Linked DNA regions of Mus musculus: region 1 is linked to region 2. The links are chromatin contacts, called in public promoter capture Hi-C maps. All regions are on one chromosome and are shown on one strand. The core of a region is the stretch at or near the end of the contact, and the rest is flanking DNA. Distances in the headings are between cores, read along the strand shown.

What was found. Promoter capture Hi-C pulls out the DNA fragments that hold promoters and counts their contacts.
Region 1: a contact with region 2 is called in a promoter capture Hi-C map of embryonic stem cells, with 2.5 times the contacts expected there. The contact joins the promoter of Sec23a here to the promoter of Clec14a in region 2. A contact is called at or near these places in 5 of 39 promoter capture datasets (cranial neural crest, embryonic stem cells, frontonasal cranial neural crest and 2 more) and 1 of 115 datasets of contacts at active chromatin or transcription factors (embryonic limb bud).

The regions. Positions count from the first base shown.
Region 1 is chr12:59,010,683-59,015,198 of GRCm38.p6, reverse strand. It overlaps Sec23a (SEC23 homolog A, COPII coat complex component), which reads left to right and starts at 3,182. Exons shown (of 20, transcript NM_009147.2): 1 at 3,182-3,353. Gemin2 (gem nuclear organelle associated protein 2) reads right to left here and starts at 1,808. Exons shown (of 10, transcript NM_025656.5): 1 at 1,586-1,808; 2 at 1,145-1,229. The coding sequence starts at 1,722.
Region 2 is chr12:58,267,246-58,271,874 of GRCm38.p6, reverse strand. It overlaps Clec14a (C-type lectin domain family 14, member a), which reads left to right and starts at 2,617. Exons shown (of 1, transcript NM_025809.5): 1 at 2,617-4,629. The coding sequence starts at 3,041. The coding sequence ends at 4,420.

The DNA.
Region 1 (4,516 bases), core at 1,933-4,432, 740 kb before region 2:
GTCTATGTATCATATCCACGCGTGGTACCTGAAAAGGTGTAAAGAGAGCATCAGAGCCCTTGGAACTAGAGCTAGAGATGGTTGTGAGCCACTATCTGCTCAGAATTGAACCTGCATCCTCTGGAAGGACTCCACTGAGCCATCTCTCTAGCCCTATAGTTTTGACTACTGAGTGCTGTTTATTTTCTTCATGCAATGACCAGATGATGTAATTATTTGGCTATTCTTTGTGCCCTTCAGGAGACCGATACTGTACAAGCATAGGGAAGTTTTCTCCTTTGTTTCTGAGATGAGAGTCTTATATATTCCAGGGTAGCCTGGAATCTTCTATGTAGTTGAGAATGATCTGGACTTCTTGACCCTTTTGTCTCTACTTCCAAGTGCTAGGATTACAAGCGTGCTTACCAACAGGCCTGGTCTTTAGGGACCTTTTCTTTATGATCCTCTGTTGTGTTCTTAGTGCCCAGCACAACCTAACTGCTCAATAAAAAGTGTGCTGGCTAAGCAAATGAATAAAGAATATGGACAGAAAGCTGCCAAGACAGCTGTGTTTCTATACTGAGAAAATGATACCAGGTCAAATTGAAAAAGTGTACAATGCACCACCCTGAAAAATAACTATAAAGGTATATCCAGAAAAAAATATCCTTAATTATTTATAAAGGTCAATATTAGTAAACAATTGAAGTACTTTTGTTTGTTTGTTTGTTTGTTTGTTTTGAGACAGGGTTTCTCTGTGTAGCCCTGGCTGTCCTGGAACTCATTTTGTAGACCAGGCTGGCCTCGAACTCAGAAATCCGCCTGCCTCTGCCTCCCGAGTGCTGGGATTAAAGGCGTGCGCCACCACGCCCGGCTATAAAGGTCAATATTAGTAAACAATTGAAGTACTTTTTGGGGGTAGGGGAAGTAATCTTTTAAATGACACACACACACACACACACACACACATTTTCCAGAGGGTCTCAATGTAGGCTGGCCTCCAGACCAAAACGCCTCTGTGTTAGCTTCCAAGTGGTGCCTAACTTTATAAGGAGCAATCTAATCTTATACACACCATAACTTATATTTTTGATATGATAGGAAAATGTTCGTGTTGTATATGTGTGTGTTGTTAAAATATTCCCAGGTGGTTGGTTAAACTCACAGAAATGTTCACACTTTGCTTCCTTTTCAACTTCTTTGGGTCAATCTGGGCTACCACAACATCTGGACATTGGGCTGCTTCGATCCTACAATTAAGTAATACATACATGATACTTATTATTTCGCTTTGTAGAATAGAGAGATGTGTTTTACTTTATTATGAAATGGGAAATAAAAGTGCAAGCTCCCAATGAAAAAACGAAACGCCTGACACCTAGATGAAAAGCAAAGAAATTTAAGAACACACGTCTTAACGTGCAATCAAGTTCAAAAGTTATCTGCCAACCGTAGGGTGTAATAAGATCTTAAATTTCCCGGACCTCCCGAAAGATAGGAACGCAAACAGAGGAGGGACTGTTGCACACCAAGGGTCAGGCGCGGCACCAGGGCTGTACACAGGGGCACGACAACCAGCCCACTCGCACGGGGCGAAATCACTCACTGCACTCTCCTCAGATATTCCTGAGGCGTCCTGGGGGGGACCGAGGGATCGAAACCTTCCGTCAAGTCACAGGGCTCCACAGGTAACAACCGTGGCATCAACTCTTCCACCGCAGACTCGGCTGGAACCCACGCCATGGTTCTCGCTCCCGCCAGTCTCAATCGGCGCCCAGAGTAGGCACGGCGCAGGCGCCTAAGCGACCTCCGCCGAGGCCACCGGCTACAGGCGCAAGGGGGCGGAGCCACACAAGAAACCTGCTGGTTGCATCAAGCTTATGGCACCGGTGGTGGAATGTAGCGCTCGAGAATAATTCCTGGCAGAAGTGGTTCCTGAAGAGTTTCTAGGTCGCTCTGTCTAATCCCATTTTCTCGTCTAAAGCTTGGGTAGGCGGCAGGGACTGAGGATGAACTTTGAAATCTTTAATATTTTTAAAATTAATGAACAATATCGCTATAATCGTCATTTTTAGAGTACTAAAGCCTTTAACCATTTGTAAACACGTTACATTCGTCTAAATCTTACAACCCCTTAGGGTGGTGTCTTTCTGACTTCGCGGGGAACAGAGTGGATGAATGCAGAACTTTTTGTTTTGTTTTTCACTTTTTCGGATAGCATCTTAAAGTTTAGTTGAGGCTGTTCTGGAACTCATTAGGTAGCTCAAGGAGTCTCAAACTTGTAGTGATCCGATCCCCTGGCCTCAGCTTCTGGAGTACCAAGTATCACACGAGGATAATTTTTAGGTTTTTGAGACTGTCTCTTCTGTGGCTTAGAAGGGTCTACAGTTTGCAGTGTAACGTAAGCTGGGCTGCCTTTTTTTTTTTTTTTTTTTTTTTTTTTTTAACCTTGACTATTGAGATTACAGGCATGAACCATCACCACTAGCCGAGTGAGATACTTAAAAACTTTAAAATTACTATTTTGCGATTGCTTGTGGGTCGGTGAGGAGGTCAGAATACAACTTCTGGGAGTAAAGTTTCTTTTTCTGCCTTATGAGTTCTAGGCAAGTGAGGTCCCTGAGCCAAGCCTTCTCATTGGCTCTTGACAACACACAGACGAAAACCCAAAATTAGAGGAGAATCCGAGCATCTATTTTCTAGCGAATACTTCAAATAATTGTTAACTCGTGCTTCGTTCTTTCTCCTCTTTGGACACGGATACAATGTCAGGAAAAAAACTTGCAAGAGCCTTTTCTATATACTAGAAAACAAAAACAATCGTTCAAGCAAACAGTAGACGTGAAAGCTACATCTGGTGGTTAACATTTTTTTTCTTTTTTTCTGGGGCTAGCAATGCCCTAGTCAGGTATTTTAACCTTAATCCTACACACGGCCTCGAGCGGCCACATCCCACCCTTTATTACTCCGGTTACCTCCCTTCCTCCACCGCCCTGGCTATCGCATCGCTTCCTGCTAGCCCCGCCCCTTCCTGAATTGTCCCCGCCCTCCGCTTTGCTTGGCCGTCTTTCACGCTCGCCCCACCCTCTTTATTACTCCCGGTTCATCTTTTCCGCCACTCAACGCGCCCATTACCTCCTGCGCGCCCCGCCTCTTCCGGGACTGTTCCCGCCCCTTCGCTGGTCGCCCCTCCCCGCCTCCTCCCCTTTGACGTGGCAGAGGCGGCACCAGCCATGTTGTCCTGGCCCAGGCCCTCCAAGAGGCCGGGGGCGGGGCGGGGCCGCCCCTGATTGCGGTGCCACGGCTGCTACAGGGCTTTGGAGCGGACTGACGACTGTGCAAGGCGGAGGCTGTGGCCGTCACGGAGCTTCTAGGTAGGTACTGTGGTAAGGACTAGCGTGGCAGCCACCTCTGCTCCACCGGGGTCTTAGTCGGAGCTGGGAGGCGGGCGGCGGGCCGGAGTGTCAGGATTGTTGGCTCTGTCCCGGCTGTGCTCTCGCATAAGCAGCGGGGCGTGCCGGAGGCTGTGGCCCAGCGCCGAACCGAGATCGCTGAACCCTGTGCTTGTCATGGCGACGGAGCGCCCTCGTCTTTAGTCCTCTTAGTTTAGGTGGAAGGACCGTAGCAGGATGGAGACCGAGGGTCTGAGCATCTGGCTCTGCACCCACCCCCACCTCCTGGGTGACACGCTTTGCCAACCCTGCCCAAGGCTCCTGTGCCCTGGGGCCTCTAGGTTCGTTTCTTGACTGCCCAGGAGTGCCCTAGACTTTGAACCCAGGTGACTACATCACCTGTAATTCGGCCTTGGGCCTTATAAAGGTTAAAGAAAAAACCACCAGGTATAGCTAGTGCCTGGGGCCTTGATTATTAATGATCAGGTTTCAGAACTGAGCAATACCATGCACTGGGGCATTTATTCTGTCTGTAGAGCTTTACTGTTTGTGGGAGAGGAACAGGAAGAGGTAAATAAATCCATAGGTAGAGTAGAGTTGGAGATGTCTAATTCATCTCGTCAGCTAAACTTCTGTCCTGTCTTAACACAACCCCACCCTAAACCACGGATAGCTAGGCACATTTACTGAAAGAAATTTAAATTTAAATGTATACTAACATCTTCCTTCTTTCCAGCATCATCAGAGGGCCTTTGTTTTTTAATTGTTTCAATGACCAATTTTATTATTGCCCCCAAAATTCTCACATAACTGATGTGAAATTTGAAGGCCAGAGAAGTTTATTGCCCAAGAGCAAAAATTTGTTACTCAGTCTATTTCATTGGAAATTTTACAACTGGGCCTGGGAAGATGGCTCAGAAGTTAAGAGCACTGGTTGCTCATCCACATGAATACACACACATACACGGGCACAGAAACACACACTCACACAGAGAACTCACTACTGGCTTACAACCTCTTGTAATACACTTACACACACAGTGCCTCATTACCTATTTACAACGATTTGTAACACACCCACATACCTTTCATCTCAACCCCCAGCTCACTAGTGGTTAACAAGCAACTCCATTGGTAGAGGATCC
Region 2 (4,629 bases), core at 1,368-3,867:
TTTTACATATCTGAAGTGAATCCAGAAACATACTAAAGCCTAGATACTATGTTCATTCACTAGGAAGTAAATTATTCAGTGAACAATGACATGTTCTAAACTTACAAGACTACATGTTATTTTTGAAGATGTGTCTTCTCCATCTCTTTTCTGAAAATTTAAATTAAAAATTCAACTAAAAATGTTGGGTTGAACTTATTTGCTGTTCATGGTCTATTTTCCTGTGTTAATTAATATACAAATAAATATCATATATGATCTGTACATTTAACATAGATATGTGAAAATTCTAGAATTATAAAGGTATAGACTGAAGAAATGGCTCATCCATTAAGAGTGTTTGCTGCTTTTACAGAGTACTATACTCCCAAGAGGGGGAGGGGGAATGTCTCACAAACACCTGTCATTAAAGCTCCGGGGTATCTGACACTCTCTTATAAACTTCACCCTTGCACCACACACAAACATATGCCCTTCTTTTCCAGAGACATACACTCTTACATATAATTAAAATTTTTCTTAATCTTTAAAAATAATAAAGAAAAGAAAAATAAGTATTATGCATTTCAGATTACTAATAGTTTAAAATTTAAAGTGCTTACCTATAAAACTATGGGATTAAAACCCATTATGTTAAATATACTTTGTGAAGATGTAACCAACAAGGTTCCCACTAATCTGCTGTCTTCCTTAGCCCAGAAACAGTTCTTCTGCCAAGTGACTTTCAAAATGTCCAAGAACTTCCACTGACTACTCAGCTTTGAAAACGCTTTTGTCAAAATACGTCACAATTCCTGGACACATGTCCAATTCACAGTCATGGGCTTGCAAAGGCATATAGAACTGATCCATGTGATTAAGTACTGTAAACATTGACTCAGTTAGATTTCTGGACTTTTCATAGTTCTTTCTTATAAGACACAAAGTTCCTCCAGCTAAATGCAAAGCCATTTTGTATGTCCCAGATATTAGAAAGAATTGAGGAATGTCATTTAAGTTGGGAAACACAAAGGGTAGAAGAAAAATCCTTGTGCAACTCCTCAGTCCGAAAGAGCAGGCTAGTTTGATGACAATTTTTCATGTTTACTGTCTCCTTTTGGGATACAAGGAATTCCCGGATGTGATAGTAATAACAAAAACAGGAGGGAACATACACAGGTTATCTTGACATCCTCTTCTTGCCTCTTGTTAACGAAAACAGTTCAATTCAGCGCAGCAAAGCAAGTGAAAACGTGCATAGGAACACATTAGAGATAGCAACTTCCATTCTGGTTTCGAACACTTACAAGCAGGTTGCCTCTTTAAGAGGGCTAAATGTAGTCTGTTTCTAAGCACATGACATTTGCCATTGTGAATCAAGACAGACAAGTGACACATGTCATTATAAGTGTATAACATTCTCTAAATTGCTACAAACATAAAAGAACATTCATAATTGAATGAAAATAATAAAAAAGAAATGATAAGACATGACCTTCTTCCTAGGTATGGTGGAGGAGGTTTACTGTAGAAATAGCTAGGCCCATGTGGGGAGATGGGGAGGGGAGAGGAGAGGGAAGAGAGGGAACCAGGTGCAGCAGCCAAGAGTCCAAAGGTACAAAGAGAGTGGGTAACCAGATCAGAAGGACAGCCCAGGTCTCTGTGATGGAGAGTTCAGGAAATGGGATGGGGTATGCCAGCCAGGAGGGCTCTGTAACAGATAGGGACCAAGGGATGCCAAGAGAACCTGGTAGCCAGTGTCCTCTTTGATATGGTAAATAGGCAACTCAGTCATTTGTCCCAGATTGAAACCTAACAATAATGCTGATTTTAACCTTTTTTTCCCCCCAAACCTTTCTTTCTTTAATTCTCCCACACTTCCCAATGAGCAAGTGTGCACATTAAAACAAAACAGCCATTGGAACCTGGAGTAGCTGATTCAATCATTTTTCAAATTACAGAGTATTATTTTCCGGTGTCGAATGTGCATTATGATTGAATAAATAGTTTGATTTTCAAAATAAAAATTTTTGAGCTTTTATTTGTGTCCTTTTACACTTTTCTTCTATAAATGTTGGCAGATAATCACAGGAGCTGTGATTTTCCATAGTTCAAGGATAAAAATCACATACAGATGTGATTTTATAAGACCGTGAACTCATTCGCATATGACCTAATATCCTCAAGAGGGTTTGAGCACATGTACTGGTGAGGAAACCACCATAATCAGGACCTGTGGCTATTGTTTGTCACCTCGATGTAAATATTTGCCCCAACCAGCCAACACCGGTATTTAAAAAATAAACAAATAGAAGTACAAATTAAACTTTAAGGCAAGTGCCAAACAGAGGAGCTATTTTTCCATTGAAAATGCCCCCAAGGAATTCTAGGCCCCTTGACTGGCAATTTGCACGTCTGGGTTTCCTTTGGCACAGTAAAGAAAGAGAGCTGCCCCTAGAGATCAGTGGTTTTACTAGTGAGGCCTCCAGCTTAGAAAGAAGTAGGAACATTCCTCACAAGATCCCTCCCCCAGCACCATGCTCAGGAAACCTCCTGGAAGCCTGGAACAGTCTACAAATTATACTGACGCCAGCTCCACAGTCCCGGACATAAACACAATAGGCGGGTGTGGGCTTATGGTTCCTGCCCACGATCATCACTGCATTCTGAGATCCAAAGTCCAGATAAGTGTGAGCAAGAAAAGAGCCTCACTTGATCCCGGTGGCAAACTTCTTTTCTCCTGCTTATCTAAGCGGGGCATTGGACCCCCTTGGCCCAGCGTTGAGGCGCCAGCTGTGTTCCTGACCCCTGAATAAATCAGGGCCAAAAAGAGCCTGGCAGGGCTCTGGGACACATTTCCTGTCACGGCCTAGGGAAAGCAGTTGGCCAAGGGAGTGTTGTGGCGGAGTTTTCAGCTGTTGGAGGATGAGGGCTCAAGAGAGGCGAGGGGAGGGCACACATAGTGGTAGAAAGGGCTGTAGAGGGCGGTGACTTTAGAGAAAGCTCCGTGCCCTCCAGCAAACCAGAGGACTTGGGAGCAGCTGCATGTTGAGTCTCCAGGATGAGGCCAGCGCTTGCCCTGTGCCTCCTCTGTCCTGCGTTCTGGCCTCGGCCAGGGAATGGGGAGCATCCCACGGCCGATCGCGCAGCTTGTTCGGCCTCGGGGGCTTGCTACAGCCTTCACCACGCTACCTTCAAGAGAAGGGCGGCGGAGGAGGCCTGCAGCCTAAGGGGCGGGACTCTCAGCACCGTGCACTCAGGCTCGGAGTTTCAAGCTGTGCTCCTGCTCTTGCGTGCAGGTCCCGGGCCTGGCGGAGGCTCCAAAGATCTTCTGTTCTGGGTGGCTCTGGAACGCAGCATCTCACAGTGCACTCAGGAGAAAGAGCCTTTAAGGGGTTTCTCCTGGTTGCACCCGGACTCAGAAGACTCAGAGGACAGCCCACTACCGTGGGTGGAAGAGCCACAACGTTCCTGTACAGTGAGAAAGTGCGCTGCGCTCCAGGCCACCAGGGGAGTGGAGCCTGCTGGTTGGAAGGAGATGCGCTGTCATCTGCGCACCGATGGCTACCTATGCAAGTACCAGTTTGAGGTTCTGTGCCCTGCACCTCGCCCAGGAGCCGCCTCTAATTTGAGTTTCCAAGCTCCCTTCCGGCTGAGCAGCTCCGCGCTGGACTTCAGCCCTCCTGGGACAGAGGTGAGTGCGATGTGTCCTGGGGACCTTTCTGTTTCGTCCACCTGCATCCAGGAAGAGACAAGCGCACACTGGGACGGGCTTTTCCCTGGGACAGTGCTCTGCCCCTGTTCCGGGAGGTACCTCCTTGCTGGCAAGTGTGTGGAGCTCCCTGACTGTCTAGATCACTTGGGAGACTTCACCTGCGAATGTGCAGTGGGCTTTGAGCTGGGGAAGGACGGACGTTCTTGTGAGACCAAAGTTGAAGAACAGCTAACCCTCGAGGGGACCAAGTTGCCCACCAGGAATGTAACAGCCACTCCAGCAGGTGCTGTGACAAACAGAACATGGCCAGGTCAGGTCTATGACAAGCCAGGAGAGATGCCACAGGTCACTGAGATTCTTCAGTGGGGAACACAGAGTACTTTACCTACTATTCAAAAGACCCCACAAACCAAGCCAAAAGTCACTGGCACACCATCAGGAAGCGTGGTCCTGAACTACACATCTTCGCCCCCTGTTTCTCTGACTTTCGACACCTCTTCCACGGTGGTCTTCATACTTGTGAGCATAGCAGTTATCGTTTTGGTCGTCTTGACCATTACAGTGCTGGGGCTTTTCAAACTCTGCTTCCACAAAAGCCGTTCCTCCAGGACAGGGAAGGGAGCTTTGGACTCACCAGGTGTGGAATGTGATGCCGAGGCTACCTCTTTGCACCACAGTTCTACACAATGCACTGACATTGGAGTGAAGAGTGGGACTGTGGCCTGAAGGACTGAGCTTAGGTTCTTCACTGGCTGGGTGCGCTCTTGGATCGGGACACTTAGGGAAACACCTCAATGCTCACATCTTGCCTAGACTTTTTCAGTCCCAACAATTGGGGAAAGAAGAAAATTTTCAGTGATTACTGTGGAAGTCCTCCTTCCCATACATTTTATTTTGTGCTAAATCTGAAAGAGACACTTGTTCCCTGAAAGGGG